5 separate regions of the Sus scrofa genome follow, and regions 1, 2, 4 and 5 are each linked to region 3. Evidence: chromatin contacts called from public Hi-C data. All regions are on one chromosome and are shown on one strand. The core of a region is the stretch at or near the end of the contact, and the rest is flanking DNA. Distances in the headings are between cores, read along the strand shown. Region 1 overlaps LOC106508433 (a long non-coding RNA gene). Region 2 overlaps LOC106508433 (a long non-coding RNA gene). Region 3 overlaps LOC106508433 (a long non-coding RNA gene). Region 4 overlaps LOC106508433 (a long non-coding RNA gene). Region 5 has its middle 52 kb from the start of GLRX.

What was found. A called contact is a pair of places that touch in the nucleus more often than the background predicts.
Region 1: a Hi-C map of liver shows a contact between it and region 3, with 8 times the contacts expected there. The contact joins two enhancer-like sites. A contact is called at or near these places in 1 of 5 promoter capture datasets (liver), 2 of 47 Hi-C or Micro-C datasets (both in liver) and 1 of 2 datasets of contacts at active chromatin or transcription factors (alveolar macrophages).
Region 2: a contact with region 3 is called in a Hi-C map of liver, with 2.0 times the contacts expected there. The contact joins two enhancer-like sites. A contact is called at or near these places in 4 of 47 Hi-C or Micro-C datasets (epiblast stem cells, liver and skeletal muscle) and 1 of 2 datasets of contacts at active chromatin or transcription factors (alveolar macrophages).
Region 4: a contact with region 3 is called in a Hi-C map of liver, with 7 times the contacts expected there. The contact joins two enhancer-like sites. A contact is called at or near these places in 3 of 47 Hi-C or Micro-C datasets (liver and skeletal muscle) and 1 of 2 datasets of contacts at active chromatin or transcription factors (alveolar macrophages).
Region 5: a contact with region 3 is called in a Hi-C map of liver, with 10 times the contacts expected there. The contact joins two enhancer-like sites. A contact is called at or near these places in 3 of 47 Hi-C or Micro-C datasets (liver and skeletal muscle) and 1 of 2 datasets of contacts at active chromatin or transcription factors (alveolar macrophages).

What each region holds. Positions count from the first base shown.
Region 1 is chr2:102,960,741-102,963,443 of Sscrofa11.1, reverse strand. All of the region lies in intron 6 of LOC106508433 (a long non-coding RNA gene), which reads right to left. Among named protein-coding and RNA genes, the nearest start is that of PCSK1, 89 kb to the left of the region's middle. Within about 2 kb of position 1,268, at least 15 of the 83 cell types and tissues checked have an H3K27ac peak or open chromatin away from gene starts, as enhancers often do. A contact at or near this core is called in liver, where this site is marked.
Region 2 is chr2:102,936,287-102,938,986 of Sscrofa11.1, reverse strand. All of the region lies in intron 6 of LOC106508433 (a long non-coding RNA gene), which reads right to left. Among named protein-coding and RNA genes, the nearest start is that of PCSK1, 110 kb to the left of the region's middle. Within about 2 kb of position 1,301, at least 6 of the 83 cell types and tissues checked have an H3K27ac peak or open chromatin away from gene starts, as enhancers often do. A contact at or near this core is called in liver, where this site is marked.
Region 3 is chr2:102,707,778-102,710,477 of Sscrofa11.1, reverse strand. The region is part of intron 4 of LOC106508433 (a long non-coding RNA gene); the gene reads right to left. Among named protein-coding and RNA genes, the nearest start is that of ELL2, 120 kb to the right of the region's middle. Within about 2 kb of position 1,432, at least 2 of the 83 cell types and tissues checked have an H3K27ac peak or open chromatin away from gene starts, as enhancers often do. A contact at or near this core is called in liver, where this site is marked.
Region 4 is chr2:102,877,681-102,880,380 of Sscrofa11.1, reverse strand. The region is part of intron 6 of LOC106508433 (a long non-coding RNA gene); the gene reads right to left. Among named protein-coding and RNA genes, the nearest start is that of PCSK1, 170 kb to the left of the region's middle. Within about 2 kb of position 1,275, at least 8 of the 83 cell types and tissues checked have an H3K27ac peak or open chromatin away from gene starts, as enhancers often do. A contact at or near this core is called in liver, where this site is marked.
Region 5 is chr2:102,488,752-102,491,475 of Sscrofa11.1, reverse strand. No RefSeq gene overlaps it. Among named protein-coding and RNA genes, the nearest start is that of GLRX, 52 kb to the right of the region's middle. Within about 2 kb of position 1,440, at least 37 of the 83 cell types and tissues checked have an H3K27ac peak or open chromatin away from gene starts, as enhancers often do. A contact at or near this core is called in liver, where this site is marked.

The DNA.
Region 1 (2,703 bases), core at 19-2,518, 250 kb before region 3:
ATTGTAAGTTTTACATTTGTTTTATCTCAGTTTCATTTCCAGGTTTTCATGGGATCAGGGTTCAACTAATCCATTTAAATAGAAACCCCAAATACTTTCCAAATTTTTTTCAAATACTATTATTTTTTCTTTTTAGGGCCACACCTGTGACCTATGGAAGTTCCTAGGCTAGGGGCTGAATCAGAGCTGCAGCTGCCAGCCTACACCAAGCCACATCTGCAACCTGGATCACCACAGCCGACGGCAACGCTGGATCCTTGACCCACTGAGTGAGGCCAGAGATGGAATCCACATCCTCGTGGATACTACTCAGATTCATTTCCCCTGCTCCACAATGGGAACTTTTCACATATTTTTATTTAACTTTCTAAAGATCAAATGTAAACACATAACCTCTGCAAAACAACTCTTAACCCCAGCCTGGTATTTTGTGTATACTTAGAGTATAATAAATATTTACTGATACTCCTGTTACCAGTTTTATTGCCAAAGCATTCTTTCACATGATTCTCAGTTTTCTGGATGGAGTATCACACCCCTTGATTAACAGAGGAGAGATCTAAGTTCACAGACATTCGTAAGAGAATCCGGACTAGAACTTGAATCTTCTAACTCCAAATCGAGTGCACTTTGAGGTACATCCTGCGCTTTCTCCCCAAACACTAATATGGAAGTAAATTTAAAAAATTGTGCCTCAGAGATCTGGTAAAGCATATTTTGGACAAATAGCAGAAAGAATAAAGGTCTTACTATGACAGTTTTTTCACAGGAGAAACTGCAGAACGCTGTGACATGGATAGGATATGTTCCTTTCCTGAACGCCACCTCTAGAGGGCAGCACACTCTTCATAACAAATAGATTCTCCTTGGCTTGGAAGAACAACCTGGAGTGAAAACCTAAAATATTTGATGTGCTTATAAATACTTTAAATCAGGCAGGATGCACAAACATCTCAGGTCCAGTACCCTCTTTGTGTGGGGGAGAAAGGGGCAGAAATGGGGGTGGAGCTATGAGCCTTTTCTTTCTTCCCTCTGCAAGAACAGAGGCTCTAATATTGAATATCGAATGAACTTGAAATGGCCCTTTGAATACCAACTTGACACTCCGAAGTAAAATATTTAATCTTAAAAGCAGAAACAAAGAACAGAGGGAGAACACGGTGTGTACAGGGAACTACTGCTGGTTGAGTATTGCTGGAATCCAAGTAGTAGGAGCCAAGGCCTGAGAATTAGGCAAGAGATGGCCACAGAGGGCCATGCGTGCCAGGAAAGGAAGTTGAACTTGCTGGTGTAGATTCCAGGAACCATGGAATGGCGTGGCTGAGAGGAACAGGGTCAGAATTGTGTTTAATAGGGACCATTTAGGTAGCTCTGGAAAGAGCAGAACTGAGAACAAGTCTAGAAACCAGGAGGCCAGTTAGGAGGCTGTATCTTTCCTGGAAGAGGAGGTGTGTCTGAGAACGGTAGCAATGATAGGACTGGGGCGGAGAGGGCAGATTCGAGAAACACATAGGAGGGGAAACCATCCACGTGCAGCATCAGCTGGATGAAGAGACAGAGAGAAAGGTCAGGGCTGATATTTTATAACCCTGTTCACTGGGTAGAGAGATGGTGACACAAAGAGAGTGAATTTGGAGGAAAGTTCTGCTTAGTTTTTGAGGAATCAAATCTGAAATATCTGATAAGCGCCCACTTGAAGATACCTGGCAGGTAATGGAATTGGTGAGTCTAAACCTTAGGGAAGAAATCTGAGTAGCAGGTTGAATTAGAGGGTCATTAGCATACAGGTGGTAGTTGAACTCCTGAGAGTAGATAAATGCACCCAAGAAGAGTCTCCATAATGAGAAGTAGTGTGCTGTAAACACAGACACCTGGGGCACACAAGGATGTAAGTGACGGGTGGAGAGAGAAAAACTTGCCTTTAAGAAGGAACAGAAGCGAATGAGAAAACTGGAAAATATACTATTACTTTGGAGGGCAGTAGTACATATAATCAACATTGCCAAATGCCCCCAAATGTATAGCAAGACAAAGATTGGAAAATGTCCATTGGATTTTGTAATTAGAAGGATACTCGTGGCCTCAACAAGAGCACAAGCCAGACTGCAGGGGTGCAGAGTGAATGAATGGCACACCCAGTGGTCACAGTGAGCACAGATTACTTTTTTAAAAAGTTTAGATAAGAGGAAAGAAGACATGGGACATTTTCTGGGGCATGTGAAGCCAAAGATAGATTTCCTTTTTATTTTTTTTTTTTATTTTTATCTTTAGGGCGGCACCTGTGGCATATGGAACTTCCCAGCCTGGGGTGGGGGGGGGTCCGAATCAGAGCTACAGCTGCAACCTATGCCACGGCTTGCAGCAATGCCAGATCCTGAACCCACAGAGTGAGGCCAGAGATTGAACCTGCATCCTCATGGATACCAGTCGAATTCTTAACCCGCTGAGCCACAACAAGAACTCTGATTTCTTTTTTAATGAATGGGAGGGAAACTAATAAGCTTATACTTTGAAGGGAACACACACCTGCAAGAGGAAAGCATGATGTTTCAAGAAGGAGAATAGCTTTGGCGCCTGGTCTTGGCAAGTCTAACTGGGTGGGCCCAGAACAAAAGAGGGCACCATGTCTTATGAAACTGAGGCAAGATCATGAGGGGGGGGTGTGCAACTCAGTTTCTGGATGTGGAGGAGCCAAGAGATGCG
Region 2 (2,700 bases), core at 52-2,551, 230 kb before region 3:
CTAAGGAATTAGTGAAGTCTGGCACTGAGTGGCTTTGATCAGAGCGTCAGTTTCTTCTTGCATCATTCACCTTTGAGATTCCCATTACACTCCCTGTGAGGAGTTTTCAGATCCCCTCTGCATCCTCTCAGCCCTTCCCTCTAACCGAAGAAAGTTTCTTCATGACACCAAGTATTTTCTGATCTCTCTTCTCTTAAGCTGGCTAAGCTGGCCATCCAAGTGAGTTGATGTATACTGGCCAGTCTGAGAGAATAACAGCCTCACACTGTCCATTATGTATTTCAGGACTAACTTCCAAGAGCACTGACTATTCCTTACCATTCATTCCATCATATGGAGTAAAGAGGTTTCCTATTGGCTACAGTTGCCAAATAGTATAAAGGAAACCTAGCTAAATTTAAATTTCAGATAAAAGAGAATTTTTTTTTTTTGGATGCACTGCAGCATATGGAAGTTCCTGGGTGAGGGGTCAAATCTGAGCTGCAGCTGCAGCCTATGCCACAACTGTGGCAATGCTGCATTCTTAACCCTCTGTACCACAGTGGGAACTCCAGCAGGAGACTGTTTAAAGTATAAGTATGTCCCAAATATGCATGGGATATACTCATACTAAACAATGATTTCTTTAGTCCCAAGACCTAATAATTTGCTGCATGGCTAAAGCAATAACTTATACACATATCAGAGGCTAATAATGGAGAAAAGAATCAGAAAATTCTTTTAATTCTTTGATTTTTCTTTCCCATTACATGAGGTTTATAATGACATTGACTGGGTGAGGGTGAGAGGAATCCATTTCTGGGATCAATAACACTTCTAACCAGCACTTTGTCAAACTACATATGAATGGCTTTTACTAAACAAAAAATTCTGTTCAACAAATGCTTCTATCATTCCTTTTCTAAGCTGAAGAAAATCTCAGCATTTAAAAAAGCTGCACTGCAAAAAAAAAGAAAAAAAAAAGAAAACTTTTTAAAAATAAAATTTAAAAAGCCACATTGCAAGTTTTAAGAGTCAGTCAAAAAATATTTATTCAGTGTGTACCATGTGTTAAGCCAACAACGATTAACACATGGTTCTTGCCTGGGAGGAGTTCAGAGTCTAGGAAAGATACAGAAATGCTGACAGATAATCACAAGGCAATGTGATAGGTCTTCAAACAAAACAAGCACAAAGTTCAGTGGATGTGACTAACAGGACTCAGGGAATTTGGCATCATAGAGGAGATGACATTTGATCTGATCTTAAAGGACAAGTAGGAATTCTCCAGGCAGAAGAGGAGGGCAAAGGCATTCAAAGCGGAGGGGGGGGGTAGTCATGAGATCCTGAAGGAGCTGCTATGCTTGTGTAGCAGAGAAGGTTCTGTTCTAGTCTACGCTGGAGAGGAAGGACCAGCGCTCCACTTTCTCCACCTCATTCATACCACAACGACCTAGAAAGGATGAAGGAGGGCCTCTAACCAAGCCAAAGCTCAGTAACAACAGGAGGAAGAGAAACAAGAACAAGTGATCATGGGGCCCAACAAATAATCAAATTAAGGCAAGAAGAAAGATGCCCAACTTCTGCAAGAATGGAAAGTAAATTGCTGCTGTAGCTTCAGCAACTTTTATTTTATTCTCCTCTTACTATCGCCAGAGCCACTTCTCTATGTGAGGTCAGCATGGAGGGCTGCAGAAAATAATTGGCTGCTTTTCCATTTTGGAGATGATGAGCAGAAATATTCCCCTGGTAGGCATTTCCCTGACATACTGTATGAATAAAAAAAAAAAAAAAAAAAAAAGCTTCCAGTGATTCTATTATAAATCCTTTGATACAAATATTCCAAACTAGCTAGAAAGCAAAGATTCTGTGTATGCTGAAGCCATGTATGCTTAGGAATCACATAGTTAAATAATTTATGATTAGCGAGAGCCCAGTGGTGCAACAGCAGTTGGAGAACGTGACAAAGAGCCAGAGTCCAAAGCTAATAAAACAACAAACTGTCTTTTTTCTCTCTTTTCAAAAAATATGTACATTCTTTCTTTAAAATACATACATTCTTTTTAAAAAATATTATTGTCTATCATGGTTTCTCCCAGAAGATTAGATACAGCTCCTTGTACTGCAGTAGGACCTTATTGTCTATCCATTCTAAACGTAAAAGAAACTGTCTTTCTGATGTCTAACATTCTTTTGATTATTTGATGTGCAATTCAAACTGATCTTAAAAACTATGAAAACTTGAAGAACACAATAAGATACCACTGCACACCTATTACAATGGCTCAAATTATATATATATATATATATATATATTTGACAATACTAAATGCTGATGAGGATGCAAAGTAGCTAGAACATTTAAATATTGCCGATAGGAATTCTACTTTGGAAAAAAGTTTGGAAGTTTCTTACAAAGTTAAACTTAGGGGTAGGTATTCATCCTAGAGAAATGAAAACCTATGCCTACATAAAAATCTGCATATGAGTGTTTACAGCTACTTTATTCTCAAATGCTAGAAGCTAAAACAACCCCAAATGTCTATCGGCTGGTAAATAGACCAATTATGTTATATCCACATAGCGATTTAACAAAAGAACTACAGATACATCCAATAACATGAATGAGTCTCAAAGGTATAACGCTAAGAGAAAAAAATTCAAACTCAAGAAACTACATACTAAATGATTCAATTTATATGATATTATGGAAAAGGAAAA
Region 3 (2,700 bases), core at 183-2,682:
GGCTCGGATCCCACGTTGCTGTGGCTCTGGCGTAGGCCGGTGGCTACAGCTCTGATTCGACCCCTAGCCTGGGAATCTCCATATGCTGCAGGAGCAGCCCTAGAAAAGGCAAAAAGACAAAAACAAAAACAAAAAAAAAAGTGCTGGCCAATTCGGTTCCTAGGTGAGGGCTCTCTTCATGGCCTGCAGACAGTCACACTCTCACTGTGTCCACACACAACAGACAGAGGAAGCAAGCTCTCTGGTATCTCTTCCTGTAAGGATACTAACCTCCTCATGAGGGTCTAAGCTTTGTGACTGCGCTGAAACCTAATTATCTCCCAAAGGCCCCATCTCCAAACACAATCACATTAGAGGTCAGGGCATCAACTTAAGAGTGGGGGGGTGGGGGCAAAATTCAGCCCAAAGTACTACATAACTTACAAAAGAAATGAGTTTATTAAGGATATTGAATAGCTCACAGAATTAAAAAGAAGTCTAGAGAACCAATAAGGTAGCTCTGGGATGGTAGGCAATGGGAGTCAACAGTTAGTTCATTCGTGGTGTTAACACTAGAAAGAAATTGTTCCAACAAAGTTTTCCATCTTTGAGACGCTCCATGAAAGATTCAAACAACGAAAAGAGAATGTGATTATCTCAGCTTGAGTCTTGAGGCAGGGTAACTTGATTAATAATTTTAACGGCACAACATAAGATAGGGTTGGGATGGAAGTAGGGAACAGATGCACCAAGTCTCCAGAAAAGAAAGAAATGAATACAGTCAAAAAGCAATAAATACCCAGTGTTCTCTGTTAAGCAAAACTTAAAAGAAACCTGAGTTTCAATGCTGGATCAGCCACTCATTAACTGGTCATTTTAGGCAAATTTATTAGACTTTCTGAACCTTAGTTTTTGCATCATTCAAACAGAAAAAGTAATATCTGTCTAATGACAATATTGTGTTGACCTAATAAGTTACACACAGAGGACCTAATATGTTCTAAATCCTCAAAAGATGTCAAATTACTCCTTTCTCTTTCTTAAATATGTGCAGCACAATTACTGATTTGTGTATAAGTCTTTGCACAAATTACTTTCAAAATACAAAATAAAATACAATTTGTACTATGTAGACATGTTATACTGTTACAAGTATTTTGTATTTTAGCCAATTATGTGACATTAAAGGAATAACAGACTTTGAGTCAGACCCAAACAAATAACTTTTGGTAAATTCTCAGACCAAGATAAGAAGGTCAAGTTTTGACATTAGAGACTGAAGAATAAACAATCTCAGTGACAATACTGCTCATCATCTCTAAGAGCCAAAATGAGCCTTCTGTTTGCTAAATACAAATGGACATGTTCCCCATGCCAGGTGGAGCAGATCCAACATTTAAACTGGGATCTCTGATCCTTGAACCCTTGAAATTATATGCAACATTGAGTGTGTGTGTGTGTGTGTGCGCACGCGTGTGTGCGCGCGCGTGTACAAACAAATAGAAAACCCTGCCTTAACCAAACAGAGGGCAGATAAACACCTACAAGCCACTCCAAAGAGCAATAGCCACATAGAAAATTCTCCTCCCTTTGAGATGGATTCAATATGCATCATACAGGATATACCACTAACATTTACAACAAAAGTAGCAGCAAGTGCATACCACACACCAGAAAATGAACAGCTATGCCAGGAATAATGGTTATTTAGTCCAACATTTTAGCAGTGAAACTTTTTTCAAAAATATCTTTCCTGAAACCCAGTATATAAAAAAGATTTTCTAGACAAATAGGTTCTCCAGGGAGTTTACATCATCACTGTTTTACAGAAAAGATTTCTTTTGTTTTGCAGAAAACCTGAAGCACCCTTGAGGGTCCCTAGAGTCACTTAGAAGACTGTTCAGACTGCTAAGGTACTGGCGAGCAGCCCTATTGTAGACTTGCCTTCTCCAACCTCAGCTGCAGCTTATCTCTAGCTGGCTTCCTTCCCCTTCCCCACAACAGCTGTCTCCAAATTCTTCACTCAAGTCCTACCTGCTCCCCAGCCCCTCAGTCCCTGGAAAGCATAGGGAGTCCTTTACAAAGAGGGTCAGCCCCAAATGATGGAATTCTGGAGATTTCGTTCTTCTAACATTCTAGTGCTGACTATCCCCACTCATTCTAAGCTCCTTCTCTATTATCTTAGTATTTTTCCCACTTTAGACTTTCAAACATCACCTGCATGATTTTTGCCATATTATGTTTTTGCCATAATCTATACCAGTAATACATAATCATTTTTTATATCAGTTCAATTTATTTATATATATACATTTAAATTTTTTTTGGCCATGCTCACGGCATGCAAAATTCCGGGGCTAGGGATCGTACCCACACCACAGCAGTGACCTGAGCCACTGCAGTGAAAATGCCAGGTGGATCCTTAACCCACTGAGCCACAAGAGAACTCCCAAACTTTTTTCATTAAAATCTTTTTTTGTGGAAAATTCTAAACATATACAAAATAAGAATAAAGAGCCCTTATGTACTCATCAGCGTCAATGATTATTAATGCATAAACAGTCATTTTTCCATTTATACCCACCCTCTTGCTCCCATCCCAAATATTTTGAATCAAATCCCAGTCATAGCATTGCATTAATAAATACTTTAGTGTATACCTCTGAAAGATAAGGAATTTCTTTAGACATGTATTTTTTAAAATTAGCAGATAAGGGGAAA
Region 4 (2,700 bases), core at 26-2,525, 170 kb before region 3:
CCATTTTCTGGAACCTCCACGAATTACTGACAGTTTTATGTGCCAATATTTATCTTTAACGTACATGATCACTAGCCACCTAGTAACTGGCCAGGGCAAAGCCAAACAAGAAAATGGGAAAGTGGATGAAAATGTCAAATTCAGATTTTACTGCACAGCAAAGTGAAGGATTTGAGAGGAATGGATGGAGTCTTAAAAAAAGGCAAATGTATTGAGAAACTTGCCCTGAAGATAGGACTAATCTTCCAGAACACACTGGTGGCCGTTCTTGTGCCATATGTGGCAGCAATGCAGGTTGAAGGAGGGAGGGTGGTTCCTTCTTCACAAAGGACTTAGAAAGGTAGTGTGGAATCAGAGCTGATCTTCAGGTTACCTGTTAAGAAGGCAGAGTTCCAGGATATGCTAGTTTGGCATATTTGGCTGGATCCCCAGAGTCTGCATTTTTTCAATCTCAGCCAAGTCTAGAACCATGACTTGGACAGTTCTGCCACCTCCACCTGAGGGATCCTAGTCCAAAGGGCCATTGGTGCTGCTTCCGGGATACACTCCTGTTCAGTTCAGCCTGGCTTCCCCTGTGAACATACAGAGCTCACCCTCTCCCACCGGAGCCTGGTGAGATTCCTAGCCAGTACCCAGAGGCGTTCCAAGAGATTAAGACAGAATGAGAAACATAAAACTAGCCATAACTTTATTATTATTATTATTATTATTATAAGGTAGTTGATCTCCACCCACCACCATCAATAACAAGTGTTTGAAAAGAAATTAAATGTAGACTGGATATTTTACTATATCAAAAGAAGTTATAAGAACAATGAATTTTTTTTTTTTTTACGTTTCTTTAGGAAGCTGACACTAGTGGTCAGAATGTTCCAACTCTAACCACTTTCTAACCTTCTGCCACTCTGTTTAGTATAATAAAAGCTCACTCTTAGGTACTGCTTAGCCTGTTTGGTCCGGAATCATTTATTGAGGCATTTGTACTCTCTAGCCAGCTTCATTCTTTCATGAATTTCTTTTATTTTCTTTTATGAATTTAATTTTCCATAGAAATATTATAGTCCTCACCTAGTGCAGACTTTTCAAATACTCACATAGACCAGGTCTTTAAAATTAAAATAAAATGAATCATTAGTAATGAATTTGAATATGCAAAACCTTCCAGCATAGGTAGAAACAAAGCCTGGCAATACTTGTTTGGTATTGCAGCTGCTGGAGTATCTATCTACTCATTACCTTTATGGTTTTTTTCCATTACATGGAAAGCAAACAGTGATATCTCTGAGCACACAGAAAATTTCTTCTGCACAAACTAAGTAAACTCTACTGTCAATGGGGGCAGCTTGTTTAACCTTTTCCCTTCTATTGCTAAATAGGAGTAGGATGTAGTATGAGACTGAAGGGAGGAAAAAATTAAAATTTACAATACTCTGCATCTTTCTGCAAGATCCTCATTATGAATGCTAGAAGAGGTAAGAATAATGTAGTTTCCAGGTTGGTCTACAGATGCTATGAAAGTTTCTGCACAATTATTAAATTCTAGTTCCTTAGAGACCAGAATTGTGGCTATTCATCTCTGGTCCTATACAGGTGTGTCTAAGATATTAGAAGCAGGATTAGCATACTTGGGATTCTACTCGGTTTCTACAATTTCCTATATCTCTTCATCAAGTAACACCTTTTACATTATTACTGCATAGAAATACCCTCAAAATAAGTGAGCTAAAATTCTCTATAACTTAGAAAGGTTTCTAAACATACCATAATATGAATATATGCTAGATGAGGAGGGTAGACAGGGATTAGGGGAACAAGGGAAAATGAGATTTTTTTGGAGTCAAAATAAATTTTGAGTGGGCTATCTGAACAAAGATGAAAAATAGCTATTATCCTTTACCTTGCCTAGTAGACATATTTTAGGTTTAATCTAAATAATCTACAAAGTTTCTCCTTCCACATGCTATTTTGCCATTCCCACTTCTTAGAGTATATCCTCCAAGGTTATATTTACATACATTCATGGAGATTTACATAGTAACTCCATAAATATTTAACGAAAGAATGAATAAACAGCATTTAAAATTTTCAACTTAACATCCCGAGTGTGCCATTACAGAGGGAGAGTGCAGGCTTTTCAGTGAGTAGAACTGGACTAGAATTCTCGTCAGCTGCTAACCAATGGACAAGCCTCATTCAGCCTCCCTATCCATAAAATGAGGTTAATACTATTTGCAGAGTTACTATAAAGATTAAAAATAAGATCTGTAAATCTCTAAGCACAGTGTCTGACATATATAATTTTTATGGTGACAAGGAGTTTTCTTTAAAAATTAATACTACTATGAGCATATTGATTTTCATTATTTTGCATGTCCCAACTTTTTCTATGTCAGATAATCCTACTATGATTTTATTATTTTGCCTGAAATAATTTTCCAGAGCAGTAGAGCATCATATTCAGAAGGAATGAGAAAAAACACTCCAAGGTAAATATAAATGATTTTCTAAATTTCAGAATATTACTTCATTCTAGTGTTTGGAGCTCTGCTGAGAATTTCTCTTTAACCATCAAGATTCTTGGATTGCAAGGAGAGAAAGTTGAATCAAAATTAGTTTATCAGAAGGATACAGGGTAGCTCATAGAATTGCAGGAAATGCTTTATAATCTGACCTTGGAGGAACTGACAAACTAGGTCACTC
Region 5 (2,724 bases), core at 191-2,690, 220 kb after region 3:
GGCAGGAAGCCCAGGTGGGGTTGTTCATGGAGACAATGATGACTGGACCAGGCGTGGGAGGGAGCAAGACGCATAGATGAGGCAATCGGCCTGGAGCTTTTTTAACACGTAGACAAGAATGTAGACAGTGGATTAGGGCAGAATTTTGATTCTTTCATTTCCTTCATATGTTTCACTGAGTGAAGAAGGGTAGAAGTTGACAAAAATCTCAAACAACCAATCTGTCCCAAGTTGGTGTTGCCCTTTAAAAAAAAAAAAAGTGCTTATGAAATACTTGAATCTCCTCAGTACAAATACAACGGGTGAACTAAAAATTCAAGTAATGGCCCAAGGGGCGGGGAAGTGTAATGTTGACTCTGATTTACAGAAAGTGAATCTGACTCATGGCAAAGTCCTGCAATTTCACATGAACTCACGCTGCCTGTAAACGTCCCGGAATCAATGGTGAGCAAATGTCAACTCTGGCCCGGCAGGCAGAAGCACTTTGTTTTCCGTTCTGCGGAAACGCCAAATCCCATCTCTCTGACAAAGGTCCGCGTCAGGCCGCTGTGTCATCAATTGCGTTCGCCAAGGCAGCGGCTCTACGTGAGCGGGGACCACTTCCCGACTTCTTGGTATCTTTTGAGCCTGCCGGGGAGCTAAGACTGGCGGGCCAGGCCTACGCGGGACGCAGCGCCACCTGCTGGAAGCCGAGTGATGGAGCAGCAGACTGGAGTTGACCGCGGAGACCAAAAAGTCCTGTTGGCGCTTTTGGCTTTGAGGCAACAGCCGGGCCCTGCCGAGAAGGAGAACCAAAACATTATAGCAGAAATAGGCACCCTTTATCCAAACCTGTCCTCGAGGCTACACACCATCCTTTCCTCACCATAGAATGTGGGTGGTGTGTGTGCATGTGTGTGTGTGTGTGTGCATGTGTGTGTGTGTGTGCATGTGTGTGTGTGTGTGTATGCATGTGTGTGTGTGCACGCGCGCGTGGAGGCACAGCCAGGTTGCATATTCAGGTGTGTCTGCACTGACCTCCCAGAGGTAGGTAAAGCGGAATCATCTTCGTCCCCCTTGCTGGATCTGTAAGCACATCCACAGTTGACAGAGACTTTTACATAAAATATCCCAGTTAATCTCCCACTACTCTGTACAAATAGATAAAACAATCTCTATGGAACGAGCTGCCAGCTCCCTGGCTCTCCTAGTAGAATTACTCATAACCTAACCACGTTTGAGGATGACAGCTAACTAATGAGCTTTCCCCTCTTGTCAAAAGACTTGGCCCACATGGAAACAAAGGCTGTCACAATCCCCCAGCCAGGCAGGACTGGCTGTCATCGTGGAGATCAAGGGCTGACTCCTAAATGAAGTAAACTCCAGCCAGCTGTGGGAGGGAGCAGCCTGCAATCAAACCTCAGCGGCTTCCAGGCGGCTGGTAGTGGGCATGTCAGGAAACTCAGACAAGTCAGCCTGTGGGGGTTTTTGCCAGAACCTCATTGGCTCTTCAGAGATGTGCTCACGTATGTCACAATCATGAGGTGACCTTCCCTGCCTAAGAGGTTACTGACCTCGATCCATGGACATTTGTGGAAGCAGGAGACCTGAAAGACAAAGCAAAGGTGTTGGAGGAAGGGCGATACTGCTTTGGCAACGTGGACATGTTTGCTGATGGTGCTAGGAGCACCAGTGACCCAACACATTGATCCTTTGGGATTTTCCTGGCGACCAAATAAACACTATAGTATCTTGAGAGCTTCCTTATGCCAGGCAGTAGGTGCCTTACCTTTGTGGGTTTTGTTGTTGATGCTTTGTTTGTTTTCATATAATCTTTACAACTGCTCTATAAGATATGCACTATGATCAACCTTGTTTTACAGATTTGGAAACCGAGGCCCAGAGAGGTTAAGAGGTCTGCCTAAGGTTACACAGCTCAGAGGAGTCCAAGGCAGGACCGAAGCCCAGTTCTCTTTGGCTGGAAAACTATGATCTTAACGTTTGCTCTACTGCTTTTCAGCTGTTAGTGCCCTACTCGGCCCTAAACTAGAGTATATTTTTCTGGTCATTTATGGCCCCAAGTGACTCATCAGCCACATGATCACACCACTCATTTTCACTGCCCCCATCTCGGGCAAAAAAGCAGGGCCTGAGGAAAGAGCTTTCATCCACTTTGTTTTGAGCCAGGGCAACAGACTGGGATCGGTTGGAACAAACAGTTCTGGGTCAGAGGTCAGGGGACAGACTGGCCTCTGACAGCAAAAACAAACAAGGCCTCCCAGGGCCATGAGAGGACCTACAGGCGGAGCTCGCCTGGGCATCTCTGAAGGGGAGGCACCGGGTCCGAAGGGCGGCTGGGGCCCTTCTCAGGGGGATGAGGAAAGCAGCATTGTGGACTGGGCCACATACCAGTTGTGGAACACAGGGCAGGCGCAAGGAACCACACATGGCAGCACCATCTCTGAGGACTTGGGAGAGGCTAGCTTTGCCCTGTGCAGGAGCAAAAATGCCCTCCGCACCGAGCTGCAGGCAGACATGCTGTCCTGCTCCAGGCTCTGCAGAGGCTGAGTTGGCTGGTTATCGCTTCCACAACAACAACAAAAACCAAGTACTATTATCTCATAAATGCTGTCGTGCACTTATACGAAAACTGGCAAAGAGATGTTGCCAGTCTTTTGCCCTTGAGTGAAAACCTTCTGGACAGCGTGACAGTTTTTTCTGGGAGGCAATGTGACCCGGCTGGGT